Linked DNA regions of Gossypium hirsutum: region 2 is linked to region 1. A link is a contact called in public Hi-C data. All regions are on one chromosome and are shown on one strand. The core of a region is the stretch at or near the end of the contact, and the rest is flanking DNA. Distances in the headings are between cores, read along the strand shown.

Evidence for each region. Hi-C and Micro-C count contacts between places; a contact is called where the count stands out from the background.
Region 2: a contact with region 1 is called in a Hi-C map of leaf, with 2.9 times the contacts expected there. The contact joins the promoter of LOC107951897 here to the promoter of LOC107951921 in region 1.

What each region holds. Positions count from the first base shown.
Region 1 is chrA02:87,125,835-87,130,032 of Gossypium_hirsutum_v2.1, forward strand. It overlaps LOC107951921 (proline-rich receptor-like protein kinase PERK15), which reads right to left and starts at 2,086. Exons shown (of 8, transcript XM_016887105.2): 1 at 1,638-2,086; 2 at 1-459. The coding sequence starts at 1,956.
Region 2 is chrA02:87,987,837-87,992,034 of Gossypium_hirsutum_v2.1, forward strand. It overlaps LOC107951897 (protein MLN51 homolog), which reads left to right and starts at 2,367. Exons shown (of 11, transcript XR_005908974.1): 1 at 2,367-3,207.

The sequences.
Region 1 (4,198 bases), core at 836-3,335:
GGACAAATTCATAAACAAGCAACCTCTTCTCGCCAATAATGCAGTATCCAACTAGTGAAACAAGATGTCTATGATGAACACAGCTAATGATGTCAACCTCTGCTTGAAACTCACGCTCACCCTGTCCACTTCCAGCTTTTAACTGCTTAATTGCAACTACTTTCCCATCTTTTAGCACTCCCTTGTGGACATAACCAAAACCTCCTTGACCAATGAGATTAGAATCAGAGAAATTATCCGTTGCCAATGCTAAATCTTCATAAGTAAATGCACCCAATGACTGTCCCATGGCCAATCCTGAGGAAGGTGATGGATTAGATGGCTTTTCTGAGCCCAAACTAGTACTCGTTGAAGGAGGGTCAACATAATTATAAACATGTGGTGTGATTCCTGGCGGAGTAGTAGGTTTCGGCAGAACAGCAATTTGAGGAGCACTCTGCTGCCAATGTTGAGGATCAACTGGATGTATAACAACATGCAAGATTTAGTGTCAATTCCTTTCACTTTGAAAACCATTGGTTTCTTTTCTACCACATGAGACTGTAATCATAAAGCAAACGCTGTCCAACTAAAACATATAATACAAGTATGAAACAGAAGAATGCCTTGACCAAATCAAAATAAAAGCAACTAGAAAGTACACAATATAATATTTGTTGCTAATCAAACATAACTAGAAACAAACTTCGAAATTACTGCTGCTTATCTTTACAGCACTGGGGATAAAATTACTAAAGTGTTGATACCAGTGGACGCCTCCTTATCCCAGATATGCATATGTGTTTGTTTACTAGACATGCATGCATGGATGTTCTTGTATGCATGTATGGCCATGCATGTATCATGGCTTGAAAGCTGAAATGGATCAAACTCATTCTTTTGTAAATGGTTTAAAAAATCAAATTAGCATGGGAAAATTACAAATGACAACTATGATAAGAGCAATAAAACTGATTCTTGCATCCTAATTAACAAAAGACTACGATAACTTATAAATTCATGACAACTTTAAATCCTTAATAAAAGTAACTCGTTCAAGCTGCATACTTTAGGTCTTCTCAGTCAATTGATTCAAGTGAACTCCAAAAGAAAATTATGGCTTACCATATACCATTAAAGCATCAATAACGCAGATCTAGGTCATAAGCATATGTTCTTATGTATACAACATAAACCAATGAAAACCAAAAGCCAATGTTTGAAGGAAATCCCAATGATATTTTACTATAAAATACGGGAAGGAACTCAAGATTCAATATAATCTATATTGAACCAAAAATCTTATTTTCTTTATTTTTAAACAACATTATTATACTCTAAACACTGATAAACAAACAAATAAATAGATAATACAAAGTTGACAAAATGTAGACAAATATAGTTAACATGATTTAACAATAGTAACATTAAAAAAACAATAGTACGATACAATACAAACAAAACAAACACTTCAAAATTAAACCTAGATTCCATAAAAACAAATAATATTAAAAACTAAAGTCACATTTTCTAAGCCAACTGCAACTAATGGTACTTCAGAAATATAGGATAAATATACAGTCCGGAGGAAGTGTTATGAACTACATTAAGTGCAAGTAATTATTTCATAAAAATAAAACAAAGATGGACTGACTGACCTCCTTGAGGATGAGCTCCAGCAAGCTTCTTCTTTCTCCTCCTATAAAAAATTACGAAAATGCCCACTCCAATCAGCACAATTAACGCTCCCATCCCTGCCCCAACGATAAGCCCCGCTAATGTCCCAGGCGGTAAGCCCCCGCTCGGCGAAGGCGGCGGAGGTAGCGTAGCATTCGGAGAATCAGCCCCCGGAGGCGGAGGCGACACAGGGGTTGAAGTATTAGTAACTGGCGGCGTAAGGGAAGGAGAAGGAGGAGAAGAAGTAGTGTTGGGAGTGGAAGGCGGCGACGTCGGCGATGGAGATGGTGGTGTAGCCATCTCCGGTGAGGTTTCGATAAAATCGAGGATTTGAATTTTTTTTTTCTTTCCTGTTATTTTCTTTATGCTTGAGGTTTTTTTTGGGGAGGGGGGTTCAATTCAACCTCAATGCTTGAGGTTTGAACTTTGAAACAGAGTCGAAGGAATTTTGCTTATGAATGATTGGGTGGGAGAAAGAATTTGGACCAAGTGGGGCCCGCTTCTGACAAAGAAATGAGTAAATCAAAAAGAGGCACAACGGCGTCGTATTTGGCTTTTTATTGTTTTTACTGACAAAACTCTGCTGTCCGTGTCTGATTGTAGTGAGAAAATGTAGCTTACTTGCAACGTGTGATTTATTTTTAATTTTTTTCGGCGGTTTTATGTTTACAAAATATAAAATGTAAAGTACCCATTAAATTCCTCGATCAATTTTTTTCGGTAAAAAAAACAAATATCAAATAATATTTATTAACGTTTATAAGCTTAATATCTTGCTTTCTATTTCAATTTTTTTATAAAAAATTTAAATCTAAAAGTAAATATTTATTTTAATATTTTAATTATATTTGGTGTTGTTGAAATAAAATAATATAAATCAAAATCTAAAATTTAGGAATATTTATTTTGATTTGATAGTTAAGATTATTTAGATTATCATGATTCTTATTTTAAAAATACACATTTACTTTGAAATAAAAAATAGTGGGCATAAATTTATACTTCAAAGTTGAAACTAAAAAAGATGATAAAAACTCTAGTAAAGAATAACAAATCTTCAAAATAAGAAAAAAATATAATGACTTATTTAGTTCTCTAACTTTACAAAAAAATAATCATTTTAGTCTTCATTTAATTTTTTACCCTTTTTAATTCTTACACTTATGGACACGTGAATTATTACATGAACAAGTTAACAAATGTGACAGTTGAGAATAAATAATAATTGTACCAAATAATTATAATTTAAATTTAGTACACAATATCCATGTTGAGTATGAAGAATTTTTGGATATGAGACTGATTTTACTTGTTTCCAATAAAGATTTATTTTTAAAAAAATAATACGAAAACTTGGTGAGATGATGAGAGGAAAAATAAAATTATGATTGCGGGTCGACCTAACTTCCGAGTAATATTAGGGTTTTCCTAAAATGTAAGAAATTTATTTTAAAAAGCAATTCTTTGATGTTCACACATCAATTTTACTACTTTTCAATTTTTGTAACATTATTTATTTGAAAAATGCAAAAAATAAAAATTATTATTTATTTATTATTAATTTATATAATTATTTACACTCCTAATTGAGTTGACGTTATCCTCCATTGGGTCACCAATTCGGTTAAAAATTTTACAATTTGAGAGTACTTTAATCGTTAATTTGTCACTAAATAAAGTCTTATTTTAATATTTTTATATATTTTAATTTTATTATGCACACTTTATTACTTCTGTTAATTGTGTGTGTATGTATATTAATAATATATTTGATTGAGTTGATGTCACAATTTAACTCGACTCCGACTCAAGGTTGATGACAGAACAATGATAAACAATTTAATCTTTTTTTAATTTTAATATTCTACATATTTAATATGTTATTATTATTTAGTTTCAGCCATATGTTTTATCATTTATTGTATGTTATTTTTAAACACATATTTATGATTTCTATATGTATATGCGTGTGATAATATTTCTAATAATTAATTAATGTTACTTATACGAATTCAACTTAAACTCAACTAAAAACTTTATTATTTAAAAAAATAATTATTTATATAATATCAATTTAATAATATAATGAATAATAAAACTATTTTGTTTTTTCAAATTTGTGGTTATATATTTATAACTTTGCAACTTCAAAATAAAAATAATATTTTTAAAAATAATTAAAAATAATTATTAAATTTTATAAATGTAATGGCTAAAAAGATTTTTATCCAAATAATACAATCACAATTGCAAGTATTTTGAATTGATAAATTCTGTCAAAATTTTAAATTTTCTGGTACAAGCACATTTTTTATTTTATATAATTTAAAAAATAATTATTTGATAGAGGTGTAGTTTCTTAATTTCATAATCAAAGATTGCAAATATTTAATTGTTCTTTTTTTCTATATAAACGAGAACATGGAAATTTTTTTTAACCTATCTCGTGGGATTAAAATTTCTTTTTGCGTTGAATGTATTACGTAATAGGATAAATTATAAGGATAGCCGTAATTTAAACACTCACGTTATATAATTCGGT
Region 2 (4,198 bases), core at 1,117-3,616, 860 kb after region 1:
TTGTATGTTAGGTGTGTGTGAATGATGTTTTAAATTCCTTGAATGTATGCTCAAATGGTATAGATGGTTAAGTATGATTTGGTCTTGAAATGGCTTGAATTTAGGGTCAAATTATGGATCACAGGGCCTAGGAAACGATCTGTCTCACGGCCGTGTGACACACACGGCCTGAGGACACGTCTATGTGTCATTTGAAAGTTCTTAGTGTTCCAAGTCAGTGAGTTACACAGCCTGGCACACGGACGTGTGGCATGGCCGTGTGACCCTACTTAGTGAGTTACACTGGTGAGGACATGGGCTGGGACATGACTGTGTGTCCCCTGTTTGAAAGTTACACGGCCTAGGGTGATGTCACACGGTCATGTGGCTCCTGTTTTCCAATTTTTACAACTTTTTCTTAAAACTTCTGTTTTATTTCAAATTAGTCCTGAATTGCTTCTAAGCTATTTTTAGGGCATCGAAGGCTCGATTTAGGGACAAAATGCATGTGAATGAATGATTTTATGATATGTTTAAGATATTTAATGTTATGAAGGTAAATGTTTTTCGTTGTACGATAATGTTTCATAACCCTAATCCGATAACAGAGACGGGTTTGGGGTGTTGTAGTCAACATTGATTCTTCCAACTTAGGATAATTCATTGACTGGTTGATTGAAGGTTAACTAACGTTTCTTGTTAAAATTGGACTGATTTGTGGAAAAATCGTTACGTTGAAAGCCTCAATAAAAAAAAAAGATCAATGGCACAAAACCAAAAACACCTAAATGTTAAGGGTATTTTTTACAATTTATGCCTTTAAAAAATATTCTTGACAACTAGGAACTAATTTGTCATATTTGAATTATATGTAACCTAAATAAAAACTTTCAAATAATTTAATGACATACATAGTTTTGAATTGTATGTAACCTAAACTTTTGAAGTGATTTGTCAAATAGGAACTGATTTGTCTCTTTCCTAAGGCTATCTATATGCACATGGTAGAACATAACTTTAAAAGTATCCAAACCTACCATACACTTTAATAACCAGAGAAATCAAAATCTGGCATACACTTTAATACAAACAATAAACATACACAGTGCATAAACCCTATGCAAATGCAACATTTTTCAACAAAGAAATTTAGAAAACCTTAAACCCAAATCCCTCTAAATCTAAAAAATCATAAACTAAATATAGAAACTTACCCGTTATAGTGGATGCTAAAACATTGTCTGCTTCTCTTCTATTAACAGTTGTGGCCCTAAACCCTACCCATTGATATCTTTTGTGGTCTTCTTTCTCCCTAAACTTGAAACCCAAAATATTAATCCTTTAACCTTAAATCATTCAATCTTACCCTTATCCTAAAAGTTTCAATCATCCAACACTAAACCCTAAAATGTTAATCCCAATCGATTTTCTTTTCTTCTTCTTAATCCCAATTGATATTTTCTTTCTTTTCCTTAATCCCTAATTCATCTTTTCTTTTTTTTTCCCTCTAAACCCATCCAAACCTTAAATTGTTTGACTCCTCATCCAATGTAGCAAGTTAGTTGGCCATATCAGCTAGTTAACTGGCCATGTCACTTGTCCCATTAGGCTTATAACGGAAAATGTTAATGGGTGACTGATTTGTCACTTTTCAATAACATTAGTTACTGATTTGTTATTTCTTGAAAGTTGAGTTGACTGTTTTATTATTGAGATCAAAATTGAGTGACTCTTGATGTACTTTACTTTTTTTTATTTTATTTAAAAAATCCCAAACTTGCTTAATTTTCGGTTTGAATTTAACTAAGATTAAGGAGCATTGGTGGTTTGGGTTGAACTCATTACCAAAATGCCAAAATCTGTATTCTCAAATACCCTATGACCAAGGGCGTAGCCAGGGGGCTGGCATGGGCCCCGGCCCCCTAAAAGGGAAAATTACATTTTATGCCCTTGAAATTTTTTAATAAATTTAAATTAATAAAGGTAAAATTACACTTTACCCCCCTAAAATTATAAAAATTTAATTTAATTATTTATAAATTATAAAAATATAAACTATAAAAAATTAAAATTTCATCCGACCTCCCTAAAAAAATTTTCTGACTTCACCCTACCTATGACCATGGTAAATTATTATTACAACAAAATACGGTGGTAGCTCGGTTGACACTTGCTGCCAACTTAGAAACAGAGTAGATAACTCAATTTCATATGCAAACGTGGCAAAACCCCATTGGTTCCCAATCATCAATCTGCCTTTTAACAAACACCTCACGTCCGTATCAGAATCCGACTCCAATCTTACCACTCACTTTTAATTAATTTCCTAAAATGTCCCTGCCAGTATCTTTCCCTAACCCAAAAATTAGAAAATAAAGTTTCATATTTCAAAGCAAACTCCTTGCTCCATTCAATTTTATTATGCAAAAATCCCCATATTTTACAACAACAATAATAATATATAACTATCTAGGGTTTTTCTTCTTCCTAAATACCGCTAGCCCTATCCCATGAAAATAAATAACCCTAATATTTTTCCCTTCAATTTCAAGGCTCCAGGGTTTTGATTCTCTTCTATTTTTTAGACGATTGGCTTTGAATTGTTTTTTTTTTTGCTTCGTTGCAAAGATTGCTTCTTCTTTATTTTTGAATATTTTTGGAAGTTTTAGCGACTTGGTATTTGTTTTCCGATAAAGTGATGGCTACTACGGGAGTAGAGGAGGTGGAATACGAGAGTGATCCAGAGGAGGTGAAGCGTTCTCTGGCAATGCGGAGGAGGGAGGCGGCCAGTGACGATGACGAAGGAGAAAGGGACGAAGAGAATAATGCTGAGGCGAGGATGGATCGAAGGTCTGTGATTCGTTCCGATGAATCCGACGGTCAGGGCGGTGCTGCAGATTACGATGATGGCGTAGAAGAATTGGACTTAGAAGAAGTCGAAGAAGTTTATGATGAATACGAGGAGGAGGAAGAAGAAATTGATGAAGAGGAGATAGATGAAGTTGGTAAAGTAGAAGTGCGAGGCAATGTGAAGATAACTGGAGACGATGTGAAGGAAGCGGTTGTGGAGAATGGAAATGTGGATGAAGGACTGGGCATTGATAATAATCACATTGGAGAGGAACATGGAGAGGAAAAGAAGGAGAATGAGCCCTTTGCTGTGCCCACTGCTGGGTTGTTTTATATGCACGATGATAGATTTCGAGACAACGTTGGCGGTCGTCATAGGTATTAAGCTTCATTTTTTCTCTTTATAGGTTCCAATTTTCTTTTTTTTTTCTTTTTTTATAGCTGTTTAACTAATTAAGTAGTAAATATCAATTTACGGAAAGGTATATGGTGAATTTTCTATGTGGATTGTCTGTTATGCCTATTGTAGCTTCTTCTGTTTAATGATTGAAATTGGAATGCTCACTTGCCCTACCTTCTCTATGCGGATAATGGAAATTAAAATTTTTATACTCTTGACTAGTGTTACATTTTGATAACAAATGTGTTAATATTAGGTTTTTGACACCTATGATGTTTATGCTCCTATGCTGCTTTTCTTATATTCTGTTATCTTGAATTTTGATTTGGTCTATGATTAGTCAGGTTTAAGAAATTCGAAGGTTTTAACCTGTATGGGAGCTGCTGCTTACCTGCACTTCTAAGCATGCATGAATGTTGATAAAACTTTAGTTCGTAGTTTTAACATTTGGGTTGAGGAGTGAGGACTTGAAATGTCACAATCTAGATGCCCTTGAATCTTTTTTTTTTTTTTTTGCTTTAATTGTTCATTCACCTTAAGATCTTAAAAGGTACCTGTTTTGATCTGGGAATGGGGTAGTTGATCTGGACCTCTGTTATAAAAAACTGAGCAGCCCAATATTATAGCAAATATAACATTATGTGGTCAAAACTTAGGCTCAGATTGTTACCTTGTTTTATTTGATGACATTATAACTTATGACTGCTTATGACTACTATATGAAGTTGCTAGTAATTCTGAACTTATATTTTTTCTTTTTCTATATTGTCAGTACTTTGACAACTATGAGGTTTTAAGAACATAAGCTTTTTCTGGTCTAAATCTGTATTTATATCGATTTTTCTAATTTGTTTACCATTGATATATGTGGGTGTGAGCGTAAAGGCTGACTGCATGCATAGTCTATGTGCATATTTTGTAAAGACTTGGTGTATAATTTAACTGTTGGCCTTGTTAATGGGACTGTTA